Linked DNA regions of Sus scrofa: region 1 is linked to region 2. A link is a contact called in public Hi-C data. All regions are on one chromosome and are shown on one strand. The core of a region is the stretch at or near the end of the contact, and the rest is flanking DNA. Distances in the headings are between cores, read along the strand shown.

Region 1 (5,430 bases), core at 1,119-3,618, 250 kb before region 2:
GCCTAAGGGAAATAAACCCAAATGTCACATCCTTAACTAAGCAAAGGGGGGATGTCACTTGCCTGGCCACTCAGGATGCCAAAGTCATCATCTTCAAAATCTAGCCTCAAACAGCTAACTACCAATCCCAGTGGGAGCCCGTGCCCACCCCACCCGGCCCAGCTCAGGAACTCCAGCACACTGCCTGGGTGCTTCTCTCACCCTTCCAGGCACCTGCTCCAGATGCATAGCTGGCAGTCAGCCTCAGGCTGGACCCCAGAGCAAAGCTTAGTATTCCAGGGAATCTCTGAAAGGCTCTGTTTGGGACTTGGATAGGATTTTTTTTTTAATTAAAAAAAAAAAAGCGTGAAGTTTTCAGGGAGAAAAGTGATTTTCACATAAAACAATGTTCCCTTAAAAAATGAGCCTAACTAGGAGCACCTCCAAGTGACTCAAACACTTGCATTCTGGGGCTATATTGAACCGTAATGTAACATCCACGAAACGCTGACATAAAACATCTGTACCTTAGAACATTGAGCCGCTGTTTTTCCGCATGTAGGAGCTACTTTTGCAGCTCCGAAAGGGCTTCAAGAGTTACCCGGCATCTTCAAGATCTGAAACTTTCTTTACCCACAACTAACAATAATAATCTCCTTACTTTTCCATAACCACCATAATTTAGGAATCCCAAAGAAATGAACAAATGTGAAATGAAGAATTGCTACGTGTTCCACAAAATGTCATGAGGAGGGGACTGGCATTTTTGTTTTGTGATTCCTCTTATACACAAGAAGCTAAGTATGGGGTCTAGGCAGTGTGTGCCCAGAGATGGGACCTGGCCCCCGGGGGCGGGGGCTCCCCCTGCCCCCAGCTTCTTCCTGCTCTATCATCTACCAACCTCCTTGATGGGTCTGCGGCCCCATTCTATCGGTTTACACAAAATCATTATATAATGAGCTGGCGAGGCTGGGTATGTTCTACAGTAACCTGTTTGGAATCACAGGATGCAGTTGTCAGAGTAGAGCATGCGCAGAAACCCGGCTACTTTTTTTTTTTTTTTTTTCCTCTTGAGCTCAAGGCAAGAGGTAACTGTCGGTCAAACCCTGCTGAGCCCTGCTGACTTCAAATAGAGGATGCTAAAAATGAAATAAAAGCAAGGGATGGGGGCAAAAACCGATGTGTACACTGTGGGGTGACAGCTCATGGAAAGTAACTAGCAGGATAGTAAATACACAGACAAATGAGAGAAGAGGGATGGATAGGGAGGGTGAGAGGGGTTGGAATATGGAATACTTTCTGTTTGTACTTTAGATGACCTGAAATCAGTCCAGAAGTACCTAACTGCACTGTGGGCGTGCTAGGCATAAAAATGAAAGGCTCTAGAACGCGTGAGACGAGGGTTAGTTTGCTTTTTTCTAATGTGAGTTTATAGAGCTGTTTTAAAGGAGCAAGAGGAGAGTCTTAACCATTCACATGAAGAGCACTTGCAGTGACTGTGCCCAGCAGCGAATTCAGCTGCAGCCGGTGGTCCCTTTACGGAGCTGGCGCCCTTGGGGAGAGTGAGATGCGCACCTCTGCCCCCACCCTGGTCTCTCCCCAGGATGCAGAAATGTGGCTGGAGTGTCCAGGCTGGACCCTCATCCGCGTCCGCTGCTCCCTCCAGAGCAGGTCCTGGAGAGGCTTTCCCCTGACAAAGGGGCAGCACAGGCTCTGGCTTCCCGGATCACCTCCTTCTTTTGTTCCCCCAGACCGTGCCGGAGCTCCAGAGAGTAAAGGAAGAAGCGCCCGCTCCCCAGGCTCTGGCTGTGCGCGCCGGCAGAGGGATCGGACCCCCTTTCCTTCTGGCCCAGGCTGCCGCCCATCCCCAGTACCCTCGGGGTTCCAGGCCCGAGGCCCCTCACCGGGAGGCGGACGAGGTCAAGGCTATTTCTCCAATGTGGGGACTGCCGGTCTTCTCCCTCCCTCTCTTGCGCCCCCCTCCCCCGCCCCCCGCCTTCTCCCCCGTCCTAGGCTGCAAGGAGCATCTTGAAGCGCCAGGTGGCCAGGACAGGGGGCGATGGGAATCGGGCGCCTCCCCCGGGGCTCGGAGGCAAGTGTCAGGATGCGGGTGCGGGTCTTTGTGCGTTTCTTATTCTCCTAGAGAACAGAACCAAGCTCCGGGGGCGAGGGATGCGCTCACTCACCATGGCGGTGCCGACCGAGAAAGCGGCCATCAGACAGGCCATGCCCCGGGGCGGAGGCGGCGGCGGCAGCGGCGGGGACGAGGCTGCAGGCGACGAGGACCGGCGGAGGGCACGAGGTTGCGCTCGCCCCAGGGTCGGCTGCTGAGCCCAGCGCGGGATCCGGCTCCAGCTCTGCTGCTGCCAGGGCCGGGCCCCGCCCACGACCCGCCCGCGCCGGCCCCGCCCACGACCCGCCCTCTACCCGCCCACGACCCGCGATTGGCCAGCTCTCGCGGGCGGGGCGGAGCCGGCAGGTGCGCGTGCTCTTGTTTTGCTCCTGCGGGGGCGCGGCTGGCCCAGCCTCTCCTGCCTGAGCCCCGTGCCCCGGAGTTTGGAAACTCGCGAGGGTCGGGCCAGCGGCGACAGTCAGCGGGGGTCCCCCGCCAGGACCGTCACCTCCAAGCCTGCCGTGCTGTGCCTCGTGGGACCAGGGGAGGCCTCTGGGGAGGGAGAGTGGAAGGCAAGGGAACTTCTGCTTTCTTTCTTCGTTGTTGGGCCCCTCTCTGCCAGGAGGAGCGTGAGAACCAAAGAAGGACGGTCGCTCCGACGCCGGCAGTACAGCTCCACATCGAGGCTAGCCCCCCACAGGCAACGCACTCATTCATGCCACACTGAGGCTGTGTGCCAGACACAGAGCTGGGTAACAAAGGGGAGCTTAGGAAGATACCCAGGCGTATGTCCTCCCGTGGCTCTCACCTCTGCGGCCCAACAAAAAAAGAAAAGGCTTTTTCTTTTTTCTTTTCTTTCTTCTTATTTTTTCTTTTTTCCTGTAGATGTGGTGTTTCCAGTACTTGGCCCAGAGCTGTGCTCACGTAACTGCATAAGGAATGACACTTTGGGCACCCTCTCCCTTGGCCCCAAACAGGAATATCAGATGGCCTGGCATCTGCTAAAACACCTATTATATGTAAGTGGGACCACTTCCTGGTAACCATGGTGATAAGACATTCCTTACTCGCAAACAGAGGCTAATGTTTTTATTCAGCAGTTTGCAGGTGGGGCCCGCAGGGAAGAATGCAACTCTCCTTACCTCCAGCACACCTGGTTTGTTCCTCCTCGCAGCCTCTGAGATGAGCAAAGCCCCCGTCTTTCTCCTCATCCAGAAAGGGAGCATGACTTCTCATGCCAGGCAGATGAGCTTCCCACCCCAGGGCTGACGACCATAGCCAAATTCTCCCCTAAACCAAAGGAGAGAGAGGAGGTAGAACATGTGAGTTCAAGGGCAAGACGGCCCAGCTTTGGTCTGCAGGGTTTCACGTGAAGAGTCCCTGCATCACCTCCATTCTATTGTTAGGAAATAGGACTGGAGTATTTCCAGGTGCCACTCTCTGCATGCTGGGCCCACGAGGGGCGTAGTGCCTTAAACGTGCTGAACAGCAAACTCTGAATGTTATCAAAAGAGGATTCAAATCCACAAACCTGCAGTGACCCTCCAGTGGGAGGCACTTCCTGTCTCAATAGGCTGCCCGTACCTGCCTTAAGTAGTTGTGGCTGGCAGGCGATCCCTGAGTGAGATCCCTGTGTTCCACAGTCCACAGCATCCGTGAGCCCCATCTCTGCACGTGAGGCTGCGAGCTATTCCATCATGGCGCCATATTTCTCTTCAGGCCTTCGTTCCCCTGAACCAAACATTCCTGGTCCCTCTGACATCACTGTGGACAAGATGCCCCTTCATCCTGCTCATCTTTCTCTGCGTGGGTTCCGTGTTCTCCATGTCCCCTGTGACACATGGGGTCCATCACTGAACGCCTGGTCAGGGTCTTCCCTCCCCTCGCTGACGAGCACCTGCTCCCTGGCTCTGCTCCAGTCATCGGTAAGGACATGCTTTCCCTGCCGCAGAACCTGCTACCTGGTATCCTGGGGCAAGCGGGTGGATGGACTCAACCAGCAGCTGACTATATTCACTTTCCTTGGACTTCGGTAGTTTCACTTGCCTGGTTGGCACTGTAGCCCCCAAATTCCATTTTAAAGAGTGTCCAATTTATTTCTGCTAAGCATCAAGCCCCTGAGGCTGGGAAATGGCCTCGGGTGCAAGGATTCTGCTCTTAATGGCGGAGGAGGGGGCTGGGGTACAGGTGGCCTTGTGGCAAGCCTGTGGATTGACCCAGGTGTACTTGTACAGGGAGCTGGCCACAAGGGTGTGAGGCTGGCTTGCCATCTCGTATCGCCTGCCCCTGGAGGATCCGTCCAGAGAAACTTCGGGGACACCCCATGGCTTCCTGGCCACCACGCTCCCCGCCGGCTGGGAAGAAATCTTAGGGATGCAGTCGTCTTTGCATCTGGGTGATCTGGCTTTGAACAGTTTGACCTCGACCCTTTTTTGACCACAGGGTGGTCAGCTCTGAATTAACCTGAGTGTTCCCTGCTGGGCTGACTCTTCTGCTCAATGGCAGAGCTGCACAAACCCGAAGTCCATTTTCCTTCCAAGACCTACAATTTCAGTCATGCTTTTGGCATAGGCTCAGAAATTCCTGCTCTGCTGGGATCTGCTCTCAAGGCTGGGAAGCCGGGGTGGACGGGAGACAGGAAGCCCAGCCCTCAAGTGTGGTCAGACAGTCATGGGGGAGACGTTCTTCTCTAAATTGGATGTGTTTTCAACTGGTTCTGTGGGCTTAACATATTTTAGAAATAATGGTTTGCCTAAGTTAGAGGAATTCTTGCTAGTAGTTTAAGGGAGAGCGGCCAGTGGCAAACTGGTGACGTCTGGGCCTCCTGGTCTACCTCGGTCCTGCTCTTTTGCAGTCAGCCCTTCAGGTGTCCCACCCTAAGGACCAGATACCTGCAATTGCATTCTCCCCAGACTGCCTCATCACCAGTGCTCTGCCTTCTTGGAATCTGCGCATCACGTAATTAATTTACTATGGATTGTGCTTACTGCCCAGCACTGCCCTCCAGAACGTACGCTCCATGAGGGCAGGAATGCCATCCCCTGATGGATCCCCGGCCCTGGCAACAGTCCCTGGAAAAGGATTTTGTCCAGGCTCATCAGCTATTCAGTCGAGACGTCCCACCCCCGTCCCTCTGGCTCCCTACCCCAGCTGTCTCCAGCGTGCCCCAGTGTGGAAACAGGCCTGCCTTGCCAGGTCCACCAGGCAAACATCTCCCTTGCCGTTTCCCAGAGGAAAACAAAAACAACAGAAGGCTGGTCCCCCTGCCCTTGGCCCAGCTCCCCTCTCACCACATGGACCCCTGCCCAGCAGCATTATGAGGGCTTATGGGATTTCTA
Region 2 (5,137 bases), core at 629-3,128:
CAACCCTTCACAGCCTGTGGGCTGGAGGGACAGGTAACTCTCAGGAAGGTGGCGGGGTCATTCTGTTTCCCTGCCCAGTAAGGGCTGAGTCTCCCCGGGCCCAGCCCAGCTGGACAAACCAATGGATTGACCTGCCTGCCAGATTCCCGTGCTGTTCCCCGCGAGGGCTCTGGGTCCACCCACCTCCCAATTCCTTCCTCCTTCTCAAAGAAAATCAGCCCTTGGGAGCAAACTCCCACTGCCCCCCCGCCCCCAGCATCAAACTGGTCCACCCTCCTCTCCCGGCCTCTAGCCTCTAAGCCAGAAACATCCTCTCCTGCAAGGAATGATTTTCTCTCCCAGCCAAGCCCTAGACCTACTTTAAACCCTTCTCGTGGACTCTTAGGATCACCTTCTAGCTGGTCTCTCTGCCCGATCCCACTTCCCTCCAATCCAGCCTCCACTTGCTGCCGGGAGCGGGCTTTGTAAAATGCCGTCTTTTCGTTCTGTGCTTATGATGGATTGTTGCCTCTCCTTTTCTGTGGCACCGTCTACTGTCCATAATTTAGGTGCCCCAGGTGCAGACTCCACCCCCCCACCTCCTGGCCACCCCCAACCCTCACACCACCCCCTGCCACGCTAAGCCTCAGGATACTGACCCACCTGCAGGCCCCAGGGCCTTTGCACATGCACAGACTTCTTCAATATGCCAGTACCCCGATCTCCCCCCTTTCCAGCCTGGCACCTCTCCCTCAGCTTTAATCCTTGGTATCCAGGGCAGATCATCACAGCATCTGTGGTTCTCTGCTCTACTGCTCCCAGGGTTTTTTGCATAATAGGTGTCAATAAATGCCAGTAGGCTTGAGCCAGATCTAGATCCTAAGCTCCATCTGCCAAACTGGTCTGTCTTCTCAGCAATCTCTCCTCTGAGCCGGTTCAAAAGCTTCTCTTTACCTAGTGCTGGGCAGGGGCCAAGGAGGAGCTGGGGAGGAATGACTGAGGACCCTCTGCTGCAAGGGCAGGGCCAGAATCCCCGCTGATGGGCAGACTCTGGCTAGGTAAGGGAAGGCCAAGTGCCCAGCTTAGCCAGCGCAATTCAAGGTCAAGTCCCCTTCACACAGCTGCAGAAGTACAAGCAAACCACTAGCTTATGAGTTAGGCTTTTCATTAGGCCTTAGAAATCTCGGGCTAATGTTCCGAGGCCTTTCCTAATGATGGGGCTGACTCTTCAAGGAGAGGGGCACCGGGAACGTGCCACACACGGGCACACGCACAAACTTCTTAATGGGTATTTTGCGGAGCCCCTCCATGGGGTGATCTTAGCAGCTCTTTTTTCAAGGGCGAGGGGTGGGTTTCTAGGGACTTTCCAAGTATGTTAGGAGCAGAAACCAGACACTGTCTTGCTGATGGGCACACAGCGATCCCAGAAGTCACCCTTCCACACGTACCCGCGCACACACACATGCACACATACGCGTGCACACGCGCTCACGGAAGCCCAGCCAGCCTGCCCCGCTGTAACCCCGGGGTCGGGCTGGCGAATAGGAAAGTCCCGCGCTTCCGCGTCGCCAAGCCGGGAACCTGCCAGCTCAGGAGGATGCAGAGCGCGGCGCCCGCCCCGCCGCCGCGCCGCCACACCCAGCAGACGCGCGCACGTGGCAGGCCCGGGCCGAGGCCGCGACGGGGGCGGGGCCGCCAGGGGAGCGGGCCGCTGGGCCTTTAAGGGGACGGGCGGGGCGGGCCGCGGTCGGGGAAGCGCGGGGCCGACCCGGGCGCCGGGGAGGCCCAGGCCCCGCCCAAGGCCCCGCCCAAGGCCCCGCCCCGGCTCCCGCCGCGGCCCGGGCCCCGCCCCCGCCCCGCAGGCCGCGCCCCCTCCCCCGCCCGGCGGCCGGAGCCTCCTCTGGCCGCTGTGGGGCCGCCGGCGGGACGCCCGGGGCGGCGCGCGCAGGAGGAAGCGCGCCTGGCCGCGGCCCCGGGAACTGCCCAGACGCCCGAGTCGGGAACGCGAGCCGCCGCGTCCCCATTTGCCAGGTGTGCGGGGTTGGAGACGCAGTCCCGGGCCGCGGCTGCCGTGCGCCGGCCGGGCTTTTCCTCCCGCTCACCCCGCCCGGCTTCCCGGCGCCCGGGGCCGCTCCGCCAGCCGCCCGGCTCCGGCTCGCCGCGCCCCCTCCCCGCCCTCCTTGAGCCCCGGCCGGCCGTGAGCTGATGTCCTGAGCTCGCCGCCCGCGGGCTCTGCGCCCGGCCGGGGACTGCCCGGGAAGTTGGGGCGAGGCGCGCCGGGTATGCGCCATCACCATGTCCAGCCTGGGCTCGTGGCTCGGAGAGGTCCAGTGGCTGGTCTTGGTGGGGCTCTTCGTCGTGGCCCTGGGCACGGTGGGCCTGTACCTGGCGCAATGGGCGCTGGCCAGCGCGCGACCCCGCTCTCCGAGGCGGGCGGCGGAGCCTGGCGAGGGCCAGCGCCCCGAGTCGGATGCGCTGCTCGCCTGGATCCTGACGCTGAACAGCTGGAGGAGCCAGTGGCAGGCCGCCTGGGTGACCGCCCTGAACGATGAGGCCAAACGGAAAGGGGTGAGTTTCTGTGAGGGCCCGTCGTGCGGTGGGGTCGGGTGCGGTGATCTCGGGGTGCCGGTTCAGGGCTAGCTCGTCTTCCCTGAAGCCTCACCACAAGCTCTTGATTGATTCAAGCAGCAGGGCATCCTTGAAAGTTAGGAGAAAGACCTTGCAGAGTTGAAGCCCCGTGATGAGGAATCAAGACAACAGGGTCCGATTTTATCCCCCAAATAGGAGGTGTGGGGGGCCCTAAAATTCGCCCGCGGGATAGACTGGCTGTTGGAGAGACTCGTCAGGCGGACTTCGTCCCCTCGTAGCTCATACCTGCCTTTCCTGAAGTCCCAGGTGGAGTCCAGTATTCAGTTGGGCACTTAACTGCTTTTGCATCAGATACGCGAATAACTGTGAACCTAATCACTTCCGTCTATGGAGCTGAATTTCACCCAGAATGTGTTTCCAAAAGGTTTGCATTCCTACGAGTTTAAATTAGTGACTCGCGGGCCAGCCACTTGCCACACACGCACTGGGGCCTTTAGGTACACATGTCGTCTCTGAATCGTCCCAACTCCTGGGACAAAGGCAATGTCAAACATTTTGCCGTGGGGGCAACTGAGGCCTGGAAAAGTTAGGTAACCTGCCCAAGGTCACCCAGCCTGTGGGTGGGAGAGCGAGGATGTGAGCCCAGCTACCTCCTACCTCGAACCTCAGGCGCTGATGACAGGACTCTGCCGCCTCAGGCTCCTGTGGTTGTTCCTTGTCTGGTTGATGCCTTGGTGCTTTATTTTTACTTTCAAGACATCTTGCTTTAATGGCAAGCTCCTGGCACCTGCTATTTCCAAGCTTTCCATAGGAGGACTTTGGGCCTGATGGGTTTGGCGCACTACCTCCCAGCCTTTGCTGGTCCTCCCTGCCCCCAGGTGCATATATTCTGCAGCTGCTTGAGAGCTCCATGGAGAGGCCTGTGGCCTTTTGCTTTGGACATAGCGAGTGCTCTGTGTCTGGGCCATCTGCCTTCGCAATGTCCCACGCTGGGCCCTCAGCCTTGGTGCCGTGGCCGTGGCCCACATAGCCATGGATTTAAGAAGCAAGTGTTTGGAGCGTGAATGAGCCTCAGTCCAACTGAAGACTGTGTTCTGGACTCTGGGAAAAATAACTGTACCTTTTGGATGAACAAAAGCCTTCGGAGTTCCCATTGTGGTGCAGAGGAACTGAATCCAACTAGGAACCATGAGGTTGCAGGTTGTATCCCTGGTTTCGCTCAGTGGGTTAAGGATCTGGCATTGCCGTGAGCTGTGGTGTAGGTCGTGGATGAGGCTCGGATCCTGAGTTGCTGTGGTTGTGGTGTAGGCCGGCAGCTGCAGCTCCGGTTAGCCCCTAACCTCCATGTGCCCTGAGTGCGGCCCTAGAAAAGACAAAAAGACAAAAAAAAAAAAAAAAAAAAAAAAAATAATCCTTCAAGGTCATTTGTCTGCTGGCTGCCATGGTGCCTGGGATTGGTGCCCCAGCCACCAGCACTGGACAGCTAGCTCTTCACAGGAGCCACCCATCATCTCGTAGGCATGAGAGCCGTGTGACCTCAGCTACGTGAGCAAACACAGATTTGTTTCCCCACGAAGCTGCTGGCATTGACCCCTGGCTGACCCAGTGTCCCCGGCCGCAGTCCTGGGGCCGGGTACACTGCAGGCTGGAGTTAGGAGCTGATGAAGAGCCTGTCCCAGCTGGATGAGGCAGGGGACGTGGTGTGGGCCGCTGAGGCTGCTTCTCACCCTTCTGGGGGCTGTAACACACAGGCCTGTTGGTGAGTGATCTGGAGGGTCCTGGTGGTCTCACCCTGGGACCCCCGAGTCCGCCAGAGGCATGGCCCGCCTTCCTGGGAGTTTGGGACAGTCATGCTTTGTTCCCTGACATTTCCTGACTGGCTTAGAACCTGTGATTGCTTGCACATTGCCCGTGTGCCTGGCACGCCGGAGAGAACAGAGGCGATCCCTGCTCCAGAATCTGTCTGCAGCCAGTTGGGTAACGCTGAGAACACGGGAAAACACCTGAAGGTTTCAGAGGAAACCTTTTGCCCCACACACTTGAATCTGTGTGTGGGAGGAGGGAGGGCGGGGAGCGAGGTCGGGCTTGTTTGGATCTTCCGTGCCCTCTGCTCTCCTCTGTATACTGCAGAGGCTCAGACACCAGCTTTTCCAGAACCCCTGCCTGGAAGGGGTAATGATGGACCGGATTTAAGCTCAAAGCAGCTCTGAGTCCTCTCTGACAGTAGATTGGGTGTGGTTGTGGTGGCAGGGGTGTGTGTGTGTGTGTGTGTGTGTGTGTGTGTGTGTTGAGGATAGGGTGGCATGTGTTGCTCTGCCCTCCCTGGTGCCTGGAAGTGGGGCTTGATTTGAATTCACATGAGGGTTCTGCAGGCTGCTAGGCTCTGGGTAACTCCTCCTACTGCCTTGGCACCCCCCTTCCTCCTCTCCCCGCCCTGGGCTGTCACCATTGCGGCATGGATGGCAGCGTGGGTGCGCAGGCTCTAGTGTTGCATTAGTGGGTGTCCTGACCCGGGAGCCCGCCCTGTGGGAGCCTCCCTCTGCCCTCCCTCCAGCTGGATCCCTGCTAA

Evidence for each region. A called contact is a pair of places that touch in the nucleus more often than the background predicts.
Region 1: a contact with region 2 is called in a Hi-C map of embryonic fibroblasts, with 1.6 times the contacts expected there. The contact joins the promoter of ABCG1 here to the promoter of C2CD2 in region 2. A contact is called at or near these places in 3 of 47 Hi-C or Micro-C datasets (embryonic fibroblasts, liver and skeletal muscle) and 1 of 2 datasets of contacts at active chromatin or transcription factors (alveolar macrophages).

Annotation. Positions count from the first base shown.
Region 1 is chr13:205,558,835-205,564,264 of Sscrofa11.1, reverse strand. It overlaps ABCG1 (ATP-binding cassette sub-family G member 1), which reads right to left and starts at 2,368. Exons shown (of 15, transcript XM_021071021.1): 1 at 2,166-2,368. The coding sequence starts at 2,207.
Region 2 is chr13:205,310,609-205,315,745 of Sscrofa11.1, reverse strand. It overlaps C2CD2 (C2 domain-containing protein 2), which reads left to right and starts at 1,878. Exons shown (of 14, transcript XM_003358976.4): 1 at 1,878-2,547. The coding sequence starts at 2,275.